Linked DNA regions of Mus musculus: all the other regions are linked to region 1. The links are chromatin contacts, called in public promoter capture Hi-C maps. All regions are on one chromosome and are shown on one strand. The core of a region is the stretch at or near the end of the contact, and the rest is flanking DNA. Distances in the headings are between cores, read along the strand shown. Region 1 holds the start of D830024N08Rik (a long non-coding RNA gene). Region 2 holds the start of Mri1 (methylthioribose-1-phosphate isomerase 1). Region 3 holds the start of Cc2d1a (coiled-coil and C2 domain containing 1A). Region 4 holds the start of Zfp330 (zinc finger protein 330).

Evidence for each region. Promoter capture Hi-C pulls out the DNA fragments that hold promoters and counts their contacts.
Region 2: a contact with region 1 is called in a promoter capture Hi-C map of pre-B cells, with 4 times the contacts expected there. The contact joins the promoter of Mri1 here to the promoter of D830024N08Rik in region 1. A contact is called at or near these places in 4 of 39 promoter capture datasets (liver, neutrophils and pre-B cells) and 1 of 9 other capture datasets (adipose tissue).
Region 3: a promoter capture Hi-C map of pre-B cells shows a contact between it and region 1, with 2.3 times the contacts expected there. The contact joins the promoter of Cc2d1a here to the promoter of D830024N08Rik in region 1. A contact is called at or near these places in 5 of 39 promoter capture datasets (the C10 cell line, liver, neutrophils and 1 more) and 1 of 9 other capture datasets (liver).
Region 4: a contact with region 1 is called in a promoter capture Hi-C map of hippocampal neurons, with 3 times the contacts expected there. The contact joins the promoter of Zfp330 here to the promoter of D830024N08Rik in region 1. A contact is called at or near these places in 4 of 39 promoter capture datasets (the C10 cell line, hippocampal neurons, liver and 1 more), 6 of 115 datasets of contacts at active chromatin or transcription factors (astrocytes, embryonic stem cells, epiblast stem cells and 2 more) and 1 of 9 other capture datasets (embryonic stem cells).

What each region holds. Positions count from the first base shown.
Region 1 is chr8:83,571,954-83,576,953 of GRCm38.p6, reverse strand. It overlaps D830024N08Rik (a long non-coding RNA gene), which reads right to left and starts at 2,428. Exons shown (of 3, transcript XR_003947410.1): 1 at 638-2,428. Tecr (trans-2,3-enoyl-CoA reductase) reads left to right here. Exons shown (of 13, transcript NM_134118.5): 2 at 2,426-2,476; 3 at 3,032-3,083; 4 at 3,499-3,543; 5 at 3,631-3,734; 6 at 3,811-3,926; 7 at 4,008-4,113; 8 at 4,201-4,273; 9 at 4,362-4,405; 10 at 4,499-4,556; 11 at 4,634-4,722; 12 at 4,896-4,941.
Region 2 is chr8:84,254,954-84,259,549 of GRCm38.p6, reverse strand. It overlaps Mri1 (methylthioribose-1-phosphate isomerase 1), which reads left to right and starts at 2,226. Exons shown (of 5, transcript NM_026423.4): 1 at 2,226-2,660; 2 at 3,131-3,306. The coding sequence starts at 2,290. It overlaps Ccdc130 (coiled-coil domain containing 130), which reads left to right. Exons shown (of 10, transcript NM_026350.3): 9 at 299-437; 10 at 624-1,783. The coding sequence ends at 1,069.
Region 3 is chr8:84,145,113-84,149,847 of GRCm38.p6, reverse strand. Cc2d1a (coiled-coil and C2 domain containing 1A) reads left to right here and starts at 1,931. Exons shown (of 29, transcript NM_145970.2): 1 at 1,931-2,201; 2 at 3,399-3,534. The coding sequence starts at 2,142. It overlaps 4930432K21Rik (RIKEN cDNA 4930432K21 gene), which reads right to left and starts at 1,810. Exons shown (of 9, transcript NM_029045.2): 1 at 1,450-1,810; 2 at 963-1,010. The coding sequence starts at 990.
Region 4 is chr8:82,771,675-82,776,625 of GRCm38.p6, reverse strand. Zfp330 (zinc finger protein 330) reads left to right here and starts at 2,481. Exons shown (of 10, transcript NM_145600.2): 1 at 2,481-2,569; 2 at 3,615-3,746. The coding sequence starts at 3,627.

The DNA.
Region 1 (5,000 bases), core at 1,179-3,678:
GCCTGTCTGTTACTGATTGGGCTGGGGTGTAACTTGGTGCAGTATCTGCCTTGCAGTGTGAGAGCCCTACATAGAATCCCCTGAAGCCAGAGCTTTTGTAGTGCAGTTCCTGTGACTGAATAGAGTGCATAGTCCAACTGTGTGTTCCCGACAGCTGTACTTCCTTAGCACTTGGGAAACTGAGACAGGAGCATTCTGAGTTTAAGAACTCAGACCCTGTCTCACCCCTGAGTGATACCCCTCCTCCCAAAAAAGTACACAACCTAGTGGATTTCATCACCTTTTGGAATGCAGGCCCCCACCTCTGTGACTGGCACCTTTGTCTTACCCACAAAGAGCATGTGTCTTTCAGCATTCCCCCCTCCTCTTCGTCCCCCCCCCCCCCCGCCCCAGGTTACCAGCCGGGTTCTGTCTATCCTGGTCTGGTCCTGGGCCTGAAAGTCTGGTTTCTTTCATCTCGCCAACCTTCTTGCTACACTTAACATACCTTTTATCTTGGTTTTGAAATAAATCTAGAGGCTCAGAGAGTTGCAAGAACGGCCCCTGGCCCACTGGGCCTTCCTAGACCTATGCCTGGGGGGATGGCGGCTGTGTGGAGTTTGGGCTTGTGCAGGCCGTGGGAGGCCCCCTGACTCACCTCTGCTGCAGGCAGTCCCTCAGCTTGTGGCTTGGGATTGCTCTTCACCGTGGCCCCTCTCCACGCGCTCTCCTGCTGCCCACCAGTTGGTGCACCACGGCTCCTGGCCTGGCTGCAGTGCCCCAGCTGGGGGAGAGGCTAGGATTTCAGCCCTCCCCGGCAGCTGGCCCAGTAGGGAGAGGGGCTGGTTGTATTTTAAGCTGTTGAGTGGTTCAGCAGGAACTCCATGGCCTTCCCTCCCAGTGCACACTGTGCCGCCCTCCTGTGATTCACATGGACTCTAGGGGCTCAGCAACTATTAATATAGCCCCAGCCCAGAGCCCTGCCACCTCGCCCCTTCTAGCACATTCCTCATGTGCTCCTCCCCTCTCGGTCCTCTTTAGAGGGGTCCCAGCGTATGACAGCTCAGTCTGGCACTGATTGTCCTTGTGTGGATTCAGCCATCTGCCCCAGAGTATGCTGTGTCCATGATGTAGGCTCTGGCACATATGGGCAAGCAGGCCTGGGTACCACTGCCTGGCATAGGAACCTTGCTCTGAACTCAAGCCCAGGCCCTACAGGGCAGCATCACTGTGTAGGGTTACCTCCGTGGGGGCTTCCCGACCTGTACATGCACACATACACACATGCATACACTTTCTGTGTGCCAGCACCATGTCGGCCCACCCATGCCTTCTCAAGGACCCCTAGCAGATCTGGGATCGTGCCATGGCCTCTGTTGTTGGGAGCATGTAGGTGGCAACAGTTGGCTTCTCTGGCCTGTGATGCCCCCTTCTTCTGGAAAAAAGTGGCAGATCTCCGCATAGCCCTTGGGTCTCCCCCAGCCAGCATGGGCAGTGTTGAGCATCTTCTCTGACCTGCTGGGTCCGATGGGTCAGATCCCCTGGGGCTCCTGCCTCCTTACCCTGCCCCTATGCATATTTTCTGGCCTCAGCCTGCAGGTTTCTCCTTTGGGGACTGTGGACCCCAGGGGTGCAGGCAGGGTATGTGTTGGGAGGGTATGTGTTGGGCTTTGGTAGGCTCGTCCATGGGTGAGCACATTGTGTTGGCCTGATGTGGTAGGAGCTGTGAGGAGTGAGGCGGTGGAGAGGGAGGTGGAGGGACTTGGGAACTCTGCACCAGTACCTCTGGAATTTGTCACCTCCCTGGGAACACAAATGCACAAGGGAAATAATCCAGTGTCCCTTACAGCTTAGAAGTGGAAATGGATGATCTGTCTCGGAGATTCTCCAGATAGCTGGCATTTCCCCAGGCTGGGTAACCTGTTGGCCAGGGCTGCACACCGGGGCTGGGCTTGCGGCGCCTGCCATGGCTGTGGGCCTTTTCCTTCTTCATGCCCCTGGCACTTCTGAGGGCCTGTGCCCACCCAATTAACTGCCTGTATGAGGGTAGCCCTCAGGGGAGGACTGTGGCTCCTTTGGTGGGGACTCGGGCTGAGATGGTTTTATATTTAGCCAGGCCAGGCCCTGGTGCCACTCGGGTTACATCTGGCGTTGGCGCTGGCTGAGCCTGGTCAGACACAGGCTCCCTTCCAGCACCGAGGCAGAATTTGATCATGCTGCCCGGCCCAGCTCACAGCAGCTTTGTGAGGAGAGGTCGGAGGTGGGGGCTGGCGACTGGCAGTGGGCACCACAGACTGGAAGGCAGAGCAGGAGGGCCAGCGGCTGTGGCATGGATATCAGCTTGAGCATGGCAGCCAAAGAGGCCCACCAAGGCCTCGATGGTCTTCCCATGCCCATGCCCCACAAAGCAGCCAAGAAGCATAAAAAGGCTGTCCTCTTCTTTGAGGTGGAGATTCGGGATGCAAAGACGAGGGAGAAGCTGTGCTTCCTGGACAAGGTAGGACTGCACCCCTGGGGGTGAAGTGCCAGGAGGGCTGGGTCCCTGTTCCTTACAGCTCCTGTAGGGCTATGCAGGCATCGGTGGCCCTCCCTGTCCTTCAGAAGGCATGTAAAGGGTATTGTCTTCATCTAGAGCAGCGGTTCTCAACCTGTGGGCTGAGACCCCATTGGGGTTGCCTATCAGATATCCTGCATAGCAGATATTTATATTACAATTCATATCAGCAGAATTACAGGTATGAAGTAGCAATGAAATAATGTTCTGGTTGGGGTCAGCACACCATGAGGAACTGTACTAAGGGTGGCAGCTTTAGGAAGGTTGAGAACCACTGCGCTAGAGTGAGCAGCTGGGGCCCCTCTGTGGGGCTGGAAGCTGACAGCCTGGTGTGGGAAGGGACAAGGCAGCCTTGGGAGGGCTCTGTGTCCGTAAAGGAGGTGGAGGACGGATGTACCCCGTGAAGTCAGCTAGCTTGTTCCTGACCTGCCTGTACCTGGACCCCCTCCCCCATCCTAGGCCTGGCTCCCTCCGGACTTACACCTTGTTTTCCTTTAGGTAGAGCCTCAGGCCACCATTTCTGAAATCAAGACCCTTTTCACCAAGACACGTGAGTCTCCCGACACACCTATTCCTGCTCCTGACATACGTGTCCCCCCGCTCCCGACACATCTACCCCCCACTCCTGCCTCCCCTCTGGATGTGACCTGGGCCCGCATGCCTCCGCATGCCTTTCCCTCATCGGCTTGTTGCCTCTCAGCACACTGGAACAGTGAGTGAGGCCCGGCTGACTGGGCAGGCTGCCCCTGTGTGGTCACCAGCAGGAATGCTCTTGTGCTATCTATCCAAAGGGGTAAAAAATAAAATCTGTCGCTGCCTATCCTGTGTGCCCTTGCACAGGTGGGAGGAGCTGGGGGGGGGGGGTCCTAGAGTTCTGGAAGCCTTTAGAGGCAGGCCAAGTTGGGGCGTGGGTAGGCTGAGCCTTGCCAGATTAGGTGATGCAACCCCTGACCTTCTCCTGGCAGACCCGCAGTGGTATCCTGCCCGCCAGTCCCTCCGCCTGGACCCCAGTGAGTACAGCTGTCCATCAGCCTATCCCTTGGGCTCTTGGGGTCAGGAAACCAGGGCAGTAACCAAATACTGACTTCTCTCTGTAGAGGGGAAGTCCCTGAAAGATGAAGATGTCTTACAGAAGCTTCCTGTGGGCACCACAGCCACACTCTACTTCCGGGACCTCGGGGCCCAGATCAGCTGGGTGACGGTGAGCTCTGACTCCTTCCCTGGTCTCTGCCTTCAGCTACCCTGGGGCGACTCACCTTGTCTCTGGGTACTCCCAGGTCTTCCTGACGGAGTATGCCGGGCCCCTTTTCATCTACCTGCTCTTCTACTTCCGGGTACCCTTCATTTATGGCCGCAAATACGACTTTACGTCCAGTCGGCATACGGTGGTGCAGTGAGTGGGCCCGGAGGAAGGTGGGGGTGGGAGGGAGGGTGGAGGCTGGATTGGCCCTGGCTGAGTCTGCTACCCCACTAGCCTCGCCTGCATGTGCCACTCGTTCCACTACATCAAGCGCCTGCTGGAGACTCTCTTCGTGCACCGATTCTCTCACGGAACCATGCCTTTGCGAAACATCTTCAAAGTGAGCACCCCCATTCTTCTTGTCTTGCCTGCCCCCCAGCAGCAGTGCCTGCCCCCTCCCCACCTGCTAACTCATTTGCTCTTCCAGAACTGCACCTACTATTGGGGCTTTGCTGCATGGATGGCTTATTACATCAACCACCCTCTCTACACACCCCCTAGTAAGTGGGTCCAGACAGTGCCCTTACCCTGTGTGACCCCACCACGAGGCTTCCTCTTACAGGGCTCTCCTTCCTGCTTTTTCTACAGCCTATGGAGTTCAGCAGGTTAAGCTGGCACTGGCCGTTTTTGTGGTAAAGAGGCTGGGGCAGCAACCAAGTGTGGTGAGGTGTGGCAGCTGGGTGGGGTGAGGGCTGGCTGTGGACTGACCCCTTTCTCCTTCATAGATCTGCCAGCTTGGGAACTTCTCCATCCACATGGCTCTTCGGGACCTTCGGCCTGCTGGTGAGTGGCTTGCTGGGGCTGGGGCTGGGTGAGCAGGGTGAGGAGGGGGTCTGACCTACTCTTATCCTCCATGCCAGGGTCGAAAACCAGGAAGATCCCATACCCCACCAAGAACCCCTTCACCTGGCTGTTCCTGTTGGTGTCCTGTCCCAACTACACTTATGAGGTGAGGGACTGTACTGCCTTTGTCCTCTCAGGTCTGAGGTCCTGCACATGGTGAAGTGCAGGAGTGGGCTGTGGGGAGTGAGAAAGCTTGACCTCAGTGAGGCTGTGGCCGTCCCCCGGGGCTGTGATGCTGGGCTTCCCTCTCTGTCCTCATTCTGCCTGTACTGTCCACAGGTGGGCTCCTGGATTGGCTTTGCCATCTTGACTCAGTGTGTCCCAGGTGAGTTCCTTGTCCCTGTGCGGTGCGCTGCCCTTCCAGCAAGGCAGCCTCATTCTGAT
Region 2 (4,596 bases), core at 977-3,476, 680 kb before region 1:
GCATGGGCCAGCACACCTTTTTTATCAGATTTTATATGATTTATCTAGTAGGTCACACCTGCAGCCCATCACTGATCAAAGTGTAGTGTTGTGGCACGTGTCCATCTTTTTGTCATGAATCCAGGACACTGACATTCAGAGAGCCTACACACGGGGGCCACGTTTGTATCACAGGTTCTGTGTGGGCCCTTCCCTTGCTTCAGTCAGGCAGAAGCAGACCCAGTGGCTGGACTGAGACCTATGGGTTTCAGGATGGAGGGTTCTGATGTCCCTGCCTGTGTGCCACACCCACCCACAGGAGAAGAAGAAAGCCATGCAGGAGGAGGAAGAGAAGGACCAGGCACTGCAGGCAAAAGCCAGCCTAGCCATCCCTCTTGTGCCAGAGTCTGAGGATGACCGCAGGCTGGCTGCCCTGCTAAGGTTGCACACCCTGGACTGTGAGTGCCAGCTCCCGACTGGGAGGTCCTTGGGAAGCAAAGGTTGTAGGGTTTGGAGGCACTTGGTCCCTAGAGCCCCTGTTATTTAAACTGGTGGGAAGAAAGCTCAAGACTAGGGGTGTGTGCTCTGTGCCCACTCTGCCCCTGAACTTCTGGCCCTTGTCCAATGCTCCCTTTTCCCTACAGCTTATGAGGACAAGCAGCGAATGAAGCGGACAGAGATCATCCACCGCTCTTGGTTCCCCTCAGCCCAGGGACCCAGTGCTAGCAGCAGCAAAGCTAGCAGCGTCCTGAAGAAGCTGTGCCAGGGCCGCAGACCACCCCCCAGCAGCACAGGCACGGTGGGGGACCTGGGCATAGTGAGGAGAAAGTCTCGAGACGTTCCAGAAAGTCCTCAGTGTGCAGCAGACAACTCCTTGTCAGAAGAACAAAGAAGGCCACCAGGAACCACCCAGGGTAGCAAGACACTTGAAGAGGCAGCAGAAGCATCCAGGACCAGCAAGACATCAGAATCCAAGAGAAACTGTAGTGATCAGGCCTTCCCCCTAGGTTCCTCCCAGGAGGACCTGCTGAACCCCAACACCCCCAATGCCTCCCTGGTGGCTGACTACTCTGACTCAGAGAGCGAGTAAGGGAGTCAGAATTCCAGGACCAGAAGCCATGACGCGTCCAGACCTTAGGGACTGGCACATTGCTGCCAGCCCAGATACAGACCTACCTTCCTATACAGATTATTATTTATTTGGTTTTGGTGAGAATGCCTGTGCCTTGATGTAACCCTGATACCTGAGCATTAAAGTGCTGTTCTTTGTCCCTGCCTTGTTTCTAAACTCATCTAGTAGCTGCCCTGCCCTCACTTCCAGCCAACTAAGCAGATGCTGCTGCATCGTTGTGACGGCAGTGTGGCCCCACAAAGCCCGATGAAGGGTTTGAGATACTGACCAAGATTGGCCACGGCCTGGGGTGACGTCCCCTTATGAGGTGTCAAGGACTACATAAGGAAGGTTGAAAGAGGGCCAGGCTGCTGGAGCCAGAGAAATAAAGCTAACGGCAGGCAGGAAGAACATCCAAACTCCATGTCATGGGCTGGTGTGGGTCACTCATAGTGGCCAGCCAGTAGGGATGTTTGTGAAACAACCTCAAAAACACCCTAATCCAGCCAGGCATAGTGGGCAGACAACCGTCATCCTGGCACCCCAGCAATAGAGACAAGGTGTGGTCCAGCTTTAAAATAGGGTTTCTCATGTATCCCTGGCTGTCCTGGAACTCGTTCTGTAACTATTGTGGAGCCAGATTCACAAATATATCTCTACCTCCTGAATGCTGGAATTAAAATCTGAGGTTTATTTTTGTGTGTTTGCATGTTGTGAGTATGTTGTCTCACTGAGGTTTGAAAGAGGGCCTTGAATCCTTTAAAACTAGCGGCAGTCGTGAAGCCTTTGGTCCTCTACAAGAGCAGAATGCACGCCTAACCATTGAGCAATCTCTTCAGGCCCTGAGAATAAACGTCCCTCATGGTGCTTGCTTTTTTTTAAAAAAATGGAGACAAAAGTAGTCCCACGGAAGGTCGTTTGACACGCTGATTAAGCGCTGGGTGTCTGTGAGCCGTGGATAGGCAGAGCTGAGAGTTCCAAGTCATCGCTTCAGTAACGGATGGACGATTTCCGGCAAAAAAATAGCCCCATCACCAAGCATCTTGGAGCTAGAACTCGGCCTTGGGAGAAGTTACAGCCACTCTGGAAGACGCTAATCGCCCGATAACCTAGGAGCGCGTGCGCATGCGCACGCGGCAGGACGCAACTCCGCCCCGCAGCCTGTGCAGGATTCCTCGTGGCCCTGCAGGGTAGGCAACATGACACTGGAAGCGATCCGCTACTCGCCCGGCTCGCTGCAGATCCTCGACCAGCTGCAGCTGCCAGAGCACTGCCACTATGAGGCACTGAGCTCCGTGCAGCAGGCTAGTGAAGCCATCCGCGCCATGAAGGTGCGCGGAGCCCCGGCCATCGCGCTGGTCGGCTGCCTCAGCCTGGCCGTGGAGCTGCGGGCCGGCGCCGGCGGTCCCGGACTCGCTGCTCTGGTGGCCTTCGTGCGAGACCAGCTGCGCCTCTTAGTCGCCGCCCGGCCCACCGCTGTCAACATGGCCCGCGCCGCCCGCGATCTGGGTCAAGTGGCAGCCCAGGAGGCGGAACGAGAGGGTGCCACTGAAGAGACCGTGCGGGAAAGGTACGGGATCCTGGACCAGTCTTGTGTGCTCTGCCCAGCTTTCCTCTCTACCATTTTCTTTCCCATCCCACTTCCGGTCCAGCCACTTGGTTCTTACTGCTTTTCTGTTGCACCGGTACGGCTCCTGCCTGTGGCTGAGACTAGAGTCTAGAGCATTAAAGCACTGGAGTTAGAACTTCATCTCCAGGTTCCTGCTCCTTCCCCTCCCCTTCTGTAAAAACACCTTGTCCCTGATTCTGCCCCTTCCTGTTCATCAACTGCCTCTCCCACCATGACGTCATCATCACAGAGGTAAAGGGTTTCCTCCTGTTTACTGCTGTGCGTCAGCCCCAGCTCCTGGCTCACTTATATTAGTGATCAGAGTGGAAGTGTCCTCAGGCTCTCAGAACCCCACCTCACCTTTAAAGGGCGGCCCCTTCAAAGTTAGCCAGCTCCCTTCCAACAGTGCTAAGAGCTTCTTCTGTCCCCAGAGTGATCCGCTTCGCCGAGGATATGTTGGAGAAGGACCTCAAAGACAACCGGAGCATCGGGGACTTGGGAGCCCGCCATCTCCTAGAGCAGACCAACCCCAGGGGTGGCAAGGTGACCGTGCTGACCCACTGTAACACGGGTGCTCTGGCCACTGCTGGCTATGGTACAGCGTTAGGTGAGGAGGCACCTTCAATTGTTAGGGCATGGGACATGTTATGGGATGCAAGGCAAAGCAACTGGAGCTGGGGGTGTAGTTCAGTGGCAAGAGTACTTGCTTAGCTAGGGCTGGCTCAGCAGCTTAAAAGTATGGACCCCTCTTGCAAAGACCTATTAAGTTCTCAGCACCCACAGTAACTACCTGCAGCACCCTCTTCTGGCCTCCACGAGCACATGCCCTTACATGCATAGAGACACACATGTACATAATTAAAAATAAACACTAGGGCTGGAGAGATGGCTCAGTGGTAAAGAGCATTGACTGCTCTTTCAAAAATCCTGAGTTCAATTCCCAGCAACCACATGGTGGCTCACAACCCGTCTGTAATGGGATCTGATGCCTTCTTCTGGTGTGTCTGAAGACAGCAACGGTGATGTATTCATATGCATAAAATACATAAATAAATCTTTAAAAATAAAAATAAATACTTTAAAAGAGTACATACTTAGCTTAGAATACACAAAATCCAGGATTTAGTCCCCAAAACTCAAATGAAGAAACTACTTCAACCACAGAAGTGTAAATATTAGTTTTGTTTTGATTTTTCAAATCATATTTTGTGTATACCTGCTGTGCATATGTGTACCATGCATGTACATTGTGCCCAGAGGACAGAAGATGGTTTTGGATCCCCTGAAGCTAGAGTTACAGATGATTATGAGCCACCATGTGGGTATTGGGAACCAAACCCAGGTCCTCTGTAAGAGCAGCAAGTTCTCCTAGCCACTGAGCAGTCTCTCCAGCCCCGCATATTAGTTTGTTCGTTTTTCCTACTCCCAGTATAGCAGCTCCTGTACAGAAACCCTTGGGGAGTTGTCTGCAGGGGTGGCTACATCAAGGAGTCCAACCCATGCATTAGAACCCTGGCCCTCCCTGTGCACATGGATTGAAGTAGTTCTGCTATCAGAGTCTACAAACTTCCCCGGGTCACCTGCCTGGCCTGGCCCGCGCCACATACCTACAGAAGGGGCATAGTGTCAACTCCCAGAGGACAGAGGAGCTGAGAGTGACACCCCCTGAGTAAGTGGCCACAAGATAGCAATTTGGGAGTCAAGGCAGCAGATTCCTCCTGGCCCTTGGTTGTCCCAGAAGCTCTGCTGTCTGCCAGAGTCAGAGCTCAATCTCAGAAAGAAGCTCCTGTGCCCCGTTTATTGACTCCACTAACAGTCATGAAGCAACTACTGACTGTTGCAGCGAGTGAGAACACAGTGATGAACCATGGGAGAGACACCAGGCACCTGCAGCCTA
Region 3 (4,735 bases), core at 682-3,181, 570 kb before region 1:
CCATGCCTGGCTTTTTAAACACAGTTCTGGCCACTGGGGTCAAGTCCTCATGCTTATTTGGAAAGCACTTTACTGAGTCACCTCTGCAGCCCCATACTGAGATTCCATTTACAAAGCATCAGAACACCTGGGCTTGGTGCCGCAGGCCTATCATCCCAACACTTGGAAAGCTGAGACAGGAAGATCATAAGCTCAAAGCCAGCCTGGGCTACATGATGTCTTAGTTAGGATTTCTATTGTTGGAATAAAAACTATAAAAACCATAAAACTATGAACAAAAGCAAGTCAAGGGAGAAAGGGTTTATTCCACTTACACTTTTATATCATAGTCCATCACCAGAGAAAGTCAGGAGAGGAACCTCAGGAACTCACAAAGGATATGAAGGAATGCTGTTTACGGGCTTTTGCTCACAGCTAACTGCTTTCTTATGTAATTTAGGACTACCTGCCTCCAGGCAGCACACCCACGAGCTGGACCCACCTACATCAATCATTAATCAAGAAAACACACTACACTCTTGGCTACAGGCAAATCTTTTGGAGGCATTTTCCCAATTGAGAGTCCCTTTTCCCAAATGACTTGGGTCAAACTGACATAAAACTAGTCGGCCCACATGGCAAGAATCCCCTCCTCCATCTCAAAAACATCATAAAAAGTTTAAAAAGGTCACCTTGGGTCTGAGATGTAGTTTCATGGTAGAGTGTTTTATCATGCAGGAAGCTCCATGTTCCATTCCTAGTACCTCAAATAAATATTTTAAAAGCCGATTTGAGGCCAGGTTGTGGTGAATCATACTTTTAATCCCAGCACTCTGGAAGCAGAGGCAGGTTTGTCTCTGAGTTTGAGGCCTGATCTACAGAGTTAGTTCTAGGACAGACAGCCAGGGATATACATAAACTCTGCCTGGAAATAAATTAAAAATAAAAATAAAATAAAAAGCCAATTTGAATAAACCAAATACCTGAGTTCCGCTGTTTCTTCTTATTCATTTTATCTTTCCCTGAGAAATCTGAAAACAACAAACAAACTCTCCAGCTGTTGCCAGCACTGTATGTCCCCATCTGTACCCTGTCTCCCTCCTCCACTGGGCCCATCTGGCAGCCTGATGAGGGGAGTCAGCTGGTCTTCAGCAGGACACTGGGTGGGGCGACAGGTCATAGCCACCTTGGACCATGGCCAGGTAGCCATTCACACCCTTTCCCTGTGTGAAGGAACGATCTCGTCCTCTTCACGGTATCTGCTGGAGTCTCTGGGTTGGAGACAACTACGTTTCTCCCCCACCCACACCCAAAGCTTAATTATCTGGGACATGGGGTACTTGGAAGCTTCAGAGAGGTCTCTGGAGACCCACCAAAGTCACACAAGACTTTAGGAGGGCTACCCCGCGTCAGGAGTGGCTTCCGGCCAATGTCTTCAGACTGTGGGACCCATGGCAAGCCAGAACCAACCTGGGCCACAGCAGTAATGGAAGTTGCTCTGTCCTTAGTCGGGACGAGGTCAACCTGGATCTGATGGGGAATAGGTCGCCTAGGTCACTGGCGTAACGTTCTGAGAAAATACCCACATAGGCAGTCACGGGGACCGCGTGGCAAACTGGCGGTGGGAGACAGGAAGGCCTGAGGCCTGACACTGTGGACTCGGCTCCTGAAGACCTGCGCCACAGACGGGAGAGCAGGAGCATCCACACCCACACCCACACCCGCACCCACTCCACCACAAAGCCTAACAGAACGATGTGCGGCGGTGTGGAGCCACAGACGTCACACTGCCGCGCCCTCACACCTGCAGCTCTCTCTCTTTTTCCCGCCCGTGAGGCCACGCCCCACGCACGCGTAGTACCGACTACACACCTTACGCATGCTCCGCCTTCTCTCTGCCCTACTTTATGCTAGGCGCATGCGCCTCCACGCTCTGACTGCCGGGAATTGTAGTTTAACTAGAGAGCCCACGAATCCAGCCGCCGCGCTCCTGAAGGCCAAGGCGGAAGCTGGGCGGCCCAAACTCGAGAATCCCGGGGGGCCGGGCGCGGAGGAGGGACTCAGGGCTCAGGAACAGCGCGAGCTCTGAGACTCGACTTCGGTGAAGAGGCAAGGCAAGGCAAAGGTGCAGGGGCTGGTAGTCCGGGCTTCGAGCCTGGAAGATGCACAAGAGGAATGGACCCCAGGCACCCCCGGGCCGAGGTGCTGTCACTGCCCGCCAGGTGAGTGTGTGCCCCTCTACCCACCGAGGGGTACCTGCCCACCCTTCCTCAGAGTCTCTCTCCACCCTTCCTCACACTCGCGGGGAGTGCCCCACCCCCAGAAAAGCCTGATCCTCGCCACCAGGTGAACCCTGGTCTCCGCCCCGCCCCCGAGGTGAGGTGTATGGCCTACTGGGTTGGGCCATCCAGCTTCTAGCTTCACACCCCAGATTCAGGGAACACCTGTTGCTGCAGCACTTCCAACCGGGAAGGGAAAGCAATCAGACCGGCTTTTCAGGCCTTTGCATTAACTGGGTCAGGCCACACTCTACACCCATTGTACAGATGAGGACACTAAGGATAAGGGAGGCGCAGAGATCTATCTAGTCAAGGTCACAAGGATGAAGCACCTGGCCAGACAGAAATGTCAGTCCAGAGGTGTACAGGAAAACCTACAAGACTGTGGCCCAGAGCCATACTCCCAGATTCAGGGCCTGTGGGAGTTTGATTTGTCCCATCTTTGAACCAGGGATCCCAGGGCTCTGTGCTCAGGTTCCCCCTGACCTAGGTACATTTGACTGAATGTATTTGTAGTTTGGAGCCTCAGTTTTTCCACCTGTGGAATGGAAGCCTAGAAGAGTCCTTAAAGGGCAGTTATAAAGACTTACTGAGACTATTTATGGAAAAATGCTAGAACAGAGGGAGTGTGGCCGCTGGATTCTTGGGCTCTCTGTGACTAATGGCTTCACTCAATAGGTGAAGCCATGCATAACTGCTAAGATTTGGCCAATTTGGACCTATAGAAAGGGTAATTTCATGTAACTCATCATATTTTGTTGGTCACTAGCCAAAGCAGAAGGGCAGGTCTATAAAAAAGACCCAGTTCTTCAACTTTGCCCCCACTGTTGTCATAGTCATCGTGGCTTTTATTTATTTATTTTTCTCCTTGCCATGCTGGGATGGAACCCAGCTTTGCACATACTAGGGTTAGGGTTAGCACTTTAATGATGAGTGCACCTTCCAGTCCCACACTGGTGCGTTCTCTGCTGCTGGGGAGCCATGTGCATAAAGAACGTTATTGTATGAGGGTGTCTTCCTCAGCCTCCTGGTCTCTCCAAGAAATGGCTTCCTCGTAGAGATTTGGTTCCAGCATCCCGACGGGTCTCTGGGCCTGAGCGGTCTATGGAAGGTCTAACTGGAGCCCGGTTGCTCCCGTAGCTTGGTCTGCTGGTTGACTTCTCCCCAGACGGCCTGATGATCCCCGAGGATGGGATTAATGAGGAGGAGCTGGAGGCTGAATTCCTGGCTTTGGTGGGGGGTCAGCCCCAGGCCCTAGAGAAACTGAAAGGCCAAGGTAAGAAAGATGCTCAACATATTCTTTGGGACTTCTGCTGTGGGCAGTACTTGGAGCTAGGCACTGGGATGGACATGGGGCAGGAAAACAGGAGCCCTACCTTCCTAGAGTCTAGGTTCTGGGTGATCCTGTCAGGGTCAGCTGTGGGTGGAACTGGGTCTTTTCCAATCTGTTTCCTGCCATGTTTTTCTTCTTTGTTGAGAATTTGGTGTGTGTGTGTGTGAGAGAGAAAGAGAGACATGTGTGCAGACACACATGGAAGCCAGCAAACTATGTCAGATTCCCCAGAGCTGAAGTTACAAGTAGTTGTGAGCCACCCCATGTGAGTGCTGAGACCCAAGCTCAGGTCCTCTGCAGGAGCAGGATGTAGTCTTAACTATAAAGCCATCTTCCCAGCTCCTCATAGTTTTCAGTTTATGTGCGTGGTTTCACTATTCACAGTGGCTCTAAGCAAAGTATTGATTGGTGTTTCAATGCATAGATGGTAAGTGTGTGCCTTTGGAAAGTAGCATGTGTGTTAGTTGGTGGCACGCAGGTGGGAGCCACAGGTCCCTTGGTCACCAGTTCATTGTGCATACAGTTCATAAACACAGTAAATCTTAAGATGGAAGCACACAGAAGGCAAGGTTGTAGGTTATTAGTTAATAAAACCCTGACCAGAGGACCAGCAAGATGGCTCAGTGGGCAAGGAAGCTTGTCCCGAGCCTGACAACTCCGGGTTTGATCCCTGAGGTTCAGTCCATGAGACCTGCGTGGTGGAAGGAGAGAACTGACCCTTGAAAGATGTCCTCTGACCTCTACACATGTGCTGTAGCACACGAATGTGCATCCATGCATGTGCACACGTACAAATCCTAAGTAAATGAGAAACACAGCCTTAGTTGTAGTTCCCATTATTTGACAATTCAACCCTATATTTATTTTTTGTTTGTTTGTTTTCGTTTGTTTTTCAAGATAGGGTTTCTCTGTGTAGCCCTGGCTGTCCTGGAACTCACTCTGTAGACCAGGCTGGCTTTGAACTCAGAAATTCGCCTGCCTCTGCTTCCCAAGTGCTGGGATTAAAGGCATGTGCCACCACGGTCCGGCGACAATTCAGCCCTTGTAGAACTTTACAGGATACCATTTCCTTAAAGACATGCACTGTGCCAACAAGATGCCATGGATACCGCCCCCTCTTGCTTCATGCTTTTATTTTGTTTTC
Region 4 (4,951 bases), core at 1,232-3,731, 800 kb after region 1:
TATAGTGAAGGAGGAGGCGTCATCGTGGTGTGAAGGGTGGAAGGGAGCACGTGGAACTTGAAAGCACATGATCAAGGAGATGTTAATATTCCAACGCCGAGCCAGGGTTCCTTCACTTATCTACGTGTTTCATACAGGAAAGTATTATCAGTTTTGCTTGTGAATATTATTTAAATTAATATGGAATAGATTTACTAGTATTGTTTTTTAATGTGGGATTTACAATTTTAATCAATTTTAAGGTATCAATAGTCATTCTGATGCCAGGCAAACATTCAATCACTGAACTTTATTCCAAGCCCAGGAGAATACAAACACTCAAGCCCAAATACCTATAGAATTGTGGGTCAAGCTGCATCTTATCTATGTGTTCTTTTTCTTGTGTTACCTTGTTAAGGGCACACAGGCAAAGTGCCTAAAACGTAAGGAGCAAGCCCATGACTATATTAGCTGTTGTTGACACTTTGTGTTTGTGAAAGAGTATCAGGTCTCAAAGAAGCTAGGGACAAATGGTGAACTGTGGCTCTATTAGCATATCAAAGCACATGCTGGCCAGACACTCAGAAACCCGGGGCTCCAGTTAGCTCAGCTCACTTCACCCTCTCCCCTAAACTTGTCTAGCTCCTGGACTTCCCTTCCCTCAGCTTCTTATTCTGCTAGAATGCTGCCATTGTGTCTGTGAGCTTTCTTGGCTCCCTTGTCCTCCTGGTCCCCTCTCTTGGCTCTCTCTTCTTTGTTCTTTTTCCCTTCTCTCTCCCTCTCTTCTCTCATGCTTCGTTTATAACTTTCTCTCCTTCAGATGTCTCTGGCAGCATTCTCCCTCACATCTACAATAAAATTCTCTCCTTACTCATACTTGGGAGCAGTCATGTCCTCATTTTATACAAAGAGGAGATGGTGATGTCTGTTGAAATTGATATAAGTGGTGGAAGCTTGAAGAAAACAAGTATGTTTTGATTATGATTAAATATTGTGGTAAATGGGAATAAGAGATTAGGGAACTATAGGAGGACAGAAGGGGAATCCTGAGAGGCTTGAGTTTAGTGACATAGACTCCTGTTTATGTATCAGCACCCCATCCCCCAAAACCCCACCCAGAAAATCAATAGGAGGGAAAAGGTACATCATTTAATGATCAGTAGTACAAAAACTATGATAAAAACTGTGACTAATGAGATGGGACTGTTTTATTAAGTAGAACTTGCAGAAAAAAAGACTGAAAAGGATGACTAAACAAGAGAATACAGAACAGAGCACAGGGTAGGAGCCTAGTAAGCCAAGACATTCATATTTCATTGACAAAACTGAGCTCTCTTCAGAGAAAGGCTTGAGGTGTGGTTATGAAAGCGAATTCCTGGAGTGCAGCAAAGATGATAACAGAAGGGGTTGGAAAAAAAGAGAGAGACCAAAACGAGTTGTCTTCCATTGGGATGTGAATGTGGTAAAGACAGAAGATGGCCTTGTTGGACATCAGTGGGAGGAGAGGCCCTTGGCCCTGAGGGTGTTTGATGTGTAGGAGAATGCAAGGGCTGGAAGCCAGGAGTGGGTGGGTGGATAGGGGAGCACCCTCAAAGAGGCAGAGGGAGGGGGATGGGATAGGGAGTTTTTGGAGGGGAGACCTGGAAAGGGAAAAACATTTGAAATGTAAATAAAAAAATATAAAAAAAAGTGGGTGGATATAACACAGCTCCACTCAAATATAGAAGGTGATAGGCAGTAAGTGATACTCACATGCAGTACTGGGAGTAATGTCAAGAACTTCCTCCCCAAAGGTAAGGTGGGAGTGAGAGTGGAACATTTACCTTCAGTGTTATTTAAAGCAAACAGTCTTGTAGGGAAGCATAGTTAGATCTCAGCCTCGGAGCAGAAGCAGAGAACGTGGGAGGATTTGCTCACAATGGAACAGAATGCACACAGCAGAGGCCAAGCAAGACACCTCCGAACTCAGTGTTGTGAGACATTAAAAAAAGCGGGGGTGGGTGGGTGGGGGGGAGGAGTGGAGGGCTCTGCAGTTTCCTGTGAGCACGCCTATAATCCTAGTGCTGAGAGACAGAGGTAATGGAGTCGTGGCTTCAAGGCCAGGGTTCCATTCATTATGTCTCAGAAAATAACAACAACAAAAATTAAAAATGTGCCATGTGAGGCTTGTCAGGCTCCCAGAAAGGAAAAGGATTTCAGAAGAGTCAGGCAAAAAATTGCTAGCAAAGTTCTTGTTCTCCTCTCAAAATTTTTTGTGGGCTCGTCTTTCTTTTCCTTTTGGACTTTTTAGCTCTCTGAGTTAAATAATAAAATCAGAATGACATAGCAGAGGCCTTGAGATGCGGCAGCTCTCTGCCCTCTACTTTCTTTGCAACGCTGGAGCCTCTTTCCATTGTAGCAAGTCCACTTCCGGGAAGGCGGGTCCTCCCCGAGGAGGGGGCGGAACATGCGGGATTCTTCCTGTTGACGTGTTCAACCTGGGCGCTCTGACATAGCAGGATATCCGGTCTCGCTCCCACCGTTGGAAACGGGCTGCTTCTGCCGTTCTAGCCCGCGGCTCGCCCTCTCCTCCGCGTCCTCGGCCACTGCGGTGAGTGGCGCGTCCCCGTGAGGCCGCGCGACGTGGGTGGGTCTGGAGAACGTGAGGGGCCCTCGGGCTGCTGGCGGGTCGCGAGCCGCGTGGCTCTTCCCGCGCCCCCGCCTCCTGGCCTCCCAGAGCCTGGAACCCAATGTCGCTCTGCTGTCACCAGGATCTAAGCTTGAACTCAAAGAAATCTCTCCTCGTTGGCACAAACAGATTCGAGGAAAAAAATAGGTCTGAGATGTCTTAGTGGGTACAGAATTCATCCACGGTCACCCGTGGCCACTCAGCCACATGCTCCAGACTTCCCTTTTAAACACTGAAGGAAGGCCCCGTGGCGTGGCCAGCATGATTAACCACTGATTAGCTCTGAAGACTGTCCTGTCCGAAAGGATTGGGGCACCAGAGTGAGAACACAGAAGCCTGGTTGTCTCTGTTGTAGTTTTTCTGTGTGCTGAAAACCAGCACTGTAAGGTTTGATGTCTGTGTGGGAAACAAACTCCAAAGCATCTGACTTGTCGAAACTGTTGCATCTAGGCACGAGGGACAGGCAGCGAAAGCCACTGTAGTACCTTAGTCTCTTAAGAGAAAATGGGTTTGTTTGCGGTCAGGCCTTGGGTTGCTGGTTATTTGTTTAGATACCATGTAGGTGACAGTGTACTGTATAATACTGTATGTCAACAGCATTAGGGCTGAGACTGTATAGCTCAAAATGGTTATTTCAACTTGGCACAAAACAAATATTTTTAGTCATTTCTTACTAATGGTGCATACATAGGTTTTTTTGAGTGAAGAGAATAATTAGGGTGAGAAAACAATTACTCTAGCTGTTTGGTTGAGGTCCTTGATGCTTATGCTGTGTGAGAGTTTGGAAGCCCAGAGGAGGGCCTTAGTTTAGGAGCCTGCAGCTGGAATAATGTGTGTGTAATGTTGCTAAAGGCTTCAGATGGGATGAGGTGCATTTAAAATTGAAAGACTGATTTAATATTTAAGGAAAGTATAGATGCTGTGTGACTGAACGCATCAATTATACCTTTCCTGTTTTCTTGTTTAGAAAGAAGGGAACATGCCGAAGAAAAAGACCGGTGCGAGGAAGAAGGCAGAGAACCGCCGAGAACGCGAGAAACAACTGCGAGCATCAAGAAGTACTGTCGACCTAGCCAAACACCCATGCAATGCTTCAATGGTGAGAGCTTTTTAAAGCAATGGCTGGTGGCTGAATGGAGGACTCTGTAGTACCATATATAGGTACCTAAAAAACATGATCAACTATGGTGTGCCCCTGTGAAGAACCTGTTAAAGGTGTCCTCAGTATTTTACTGAGTAACAATGATATTTTTATTGTTGTTAGAGTATGTATTATCAAGCCTGGCGTATCATGAATTACTGGTGACAATAGATGTTGAAGGCGAATGGGTGACAGGAACTGAGTGGGAGGCTCCAGCTTTTTTTATATATTCTTTAGCTCAGTTTTGATCATTTTCTCCTAGCCAGTCTCCATTCACTGAGTACCCTGATTTTTAGACATTTCCCATGTTCTTAACTAATTTGCTAGTCTTGAAAAAGTCAGATTGTTTTAAAATACTTCATTTTCATGACTTAATTTAGCAAATGTTTATCATTCAGGGGACCGAGTGTTCTGCCTGGGACTCTGGGTGCACCAATAATGGCAGATGATGGCAGATGGCGCACCTCCCTCTTTTGTATGTTTGTAGGATTCCCTAGTGTGTACTACTTTCTAGGACTCATTTGTTTATGAATGACAGAAACAATTTAACCTAGGGAAAAGCACCTCACTACCATAGTCCCTCCAAGTAGTGAGAAGAAGAAAGGAGCTAAGACTTGGGGACAGCTAGGCCTTGGGCCGCCCTCTGCTCTTGTTTCTTTGGCTCCTTCTGCCCCTGAGGATTGCCATGTTTTATTTGTGCAGCTTCTTGGTTTCTGGTCGAGTGCTTATATCGACCATATCTCCTATTGTGGAGGTCACAGACAAAGATTTCTCATAGGTTGGGCTCGTGCCGTTTTTTTGTCCCAGGACTGATTTATGATGTACAGGTCAGATGTCATGGTACAGATGTGACAGAGGGGATTGTGTTGTTGAATGTCAGGTTCTTTTGAGAAAAGAGGCGTGCTGGCAGACAAGACAGTGACTGGCGTGCGTACGTGCATGTCATGGAGTAGATCTTGGTATTTCAGTAAAGGGAAAGGAGCAGAGTTAGTGAGGCCTGCGGAGAAGAGGCCGGGACATGTTGGGGAAAGGCTGAGCAGTGGTGCCTTGGCTCCAGAGAGTGACAGACTGGAGAGCTTCGAACCCCGCTTAAATGGACATGCTGTGATCTTTAGTATTTCCTGTCCTTTATTCCTAGCACCCACACAATATTGGCAGATCGG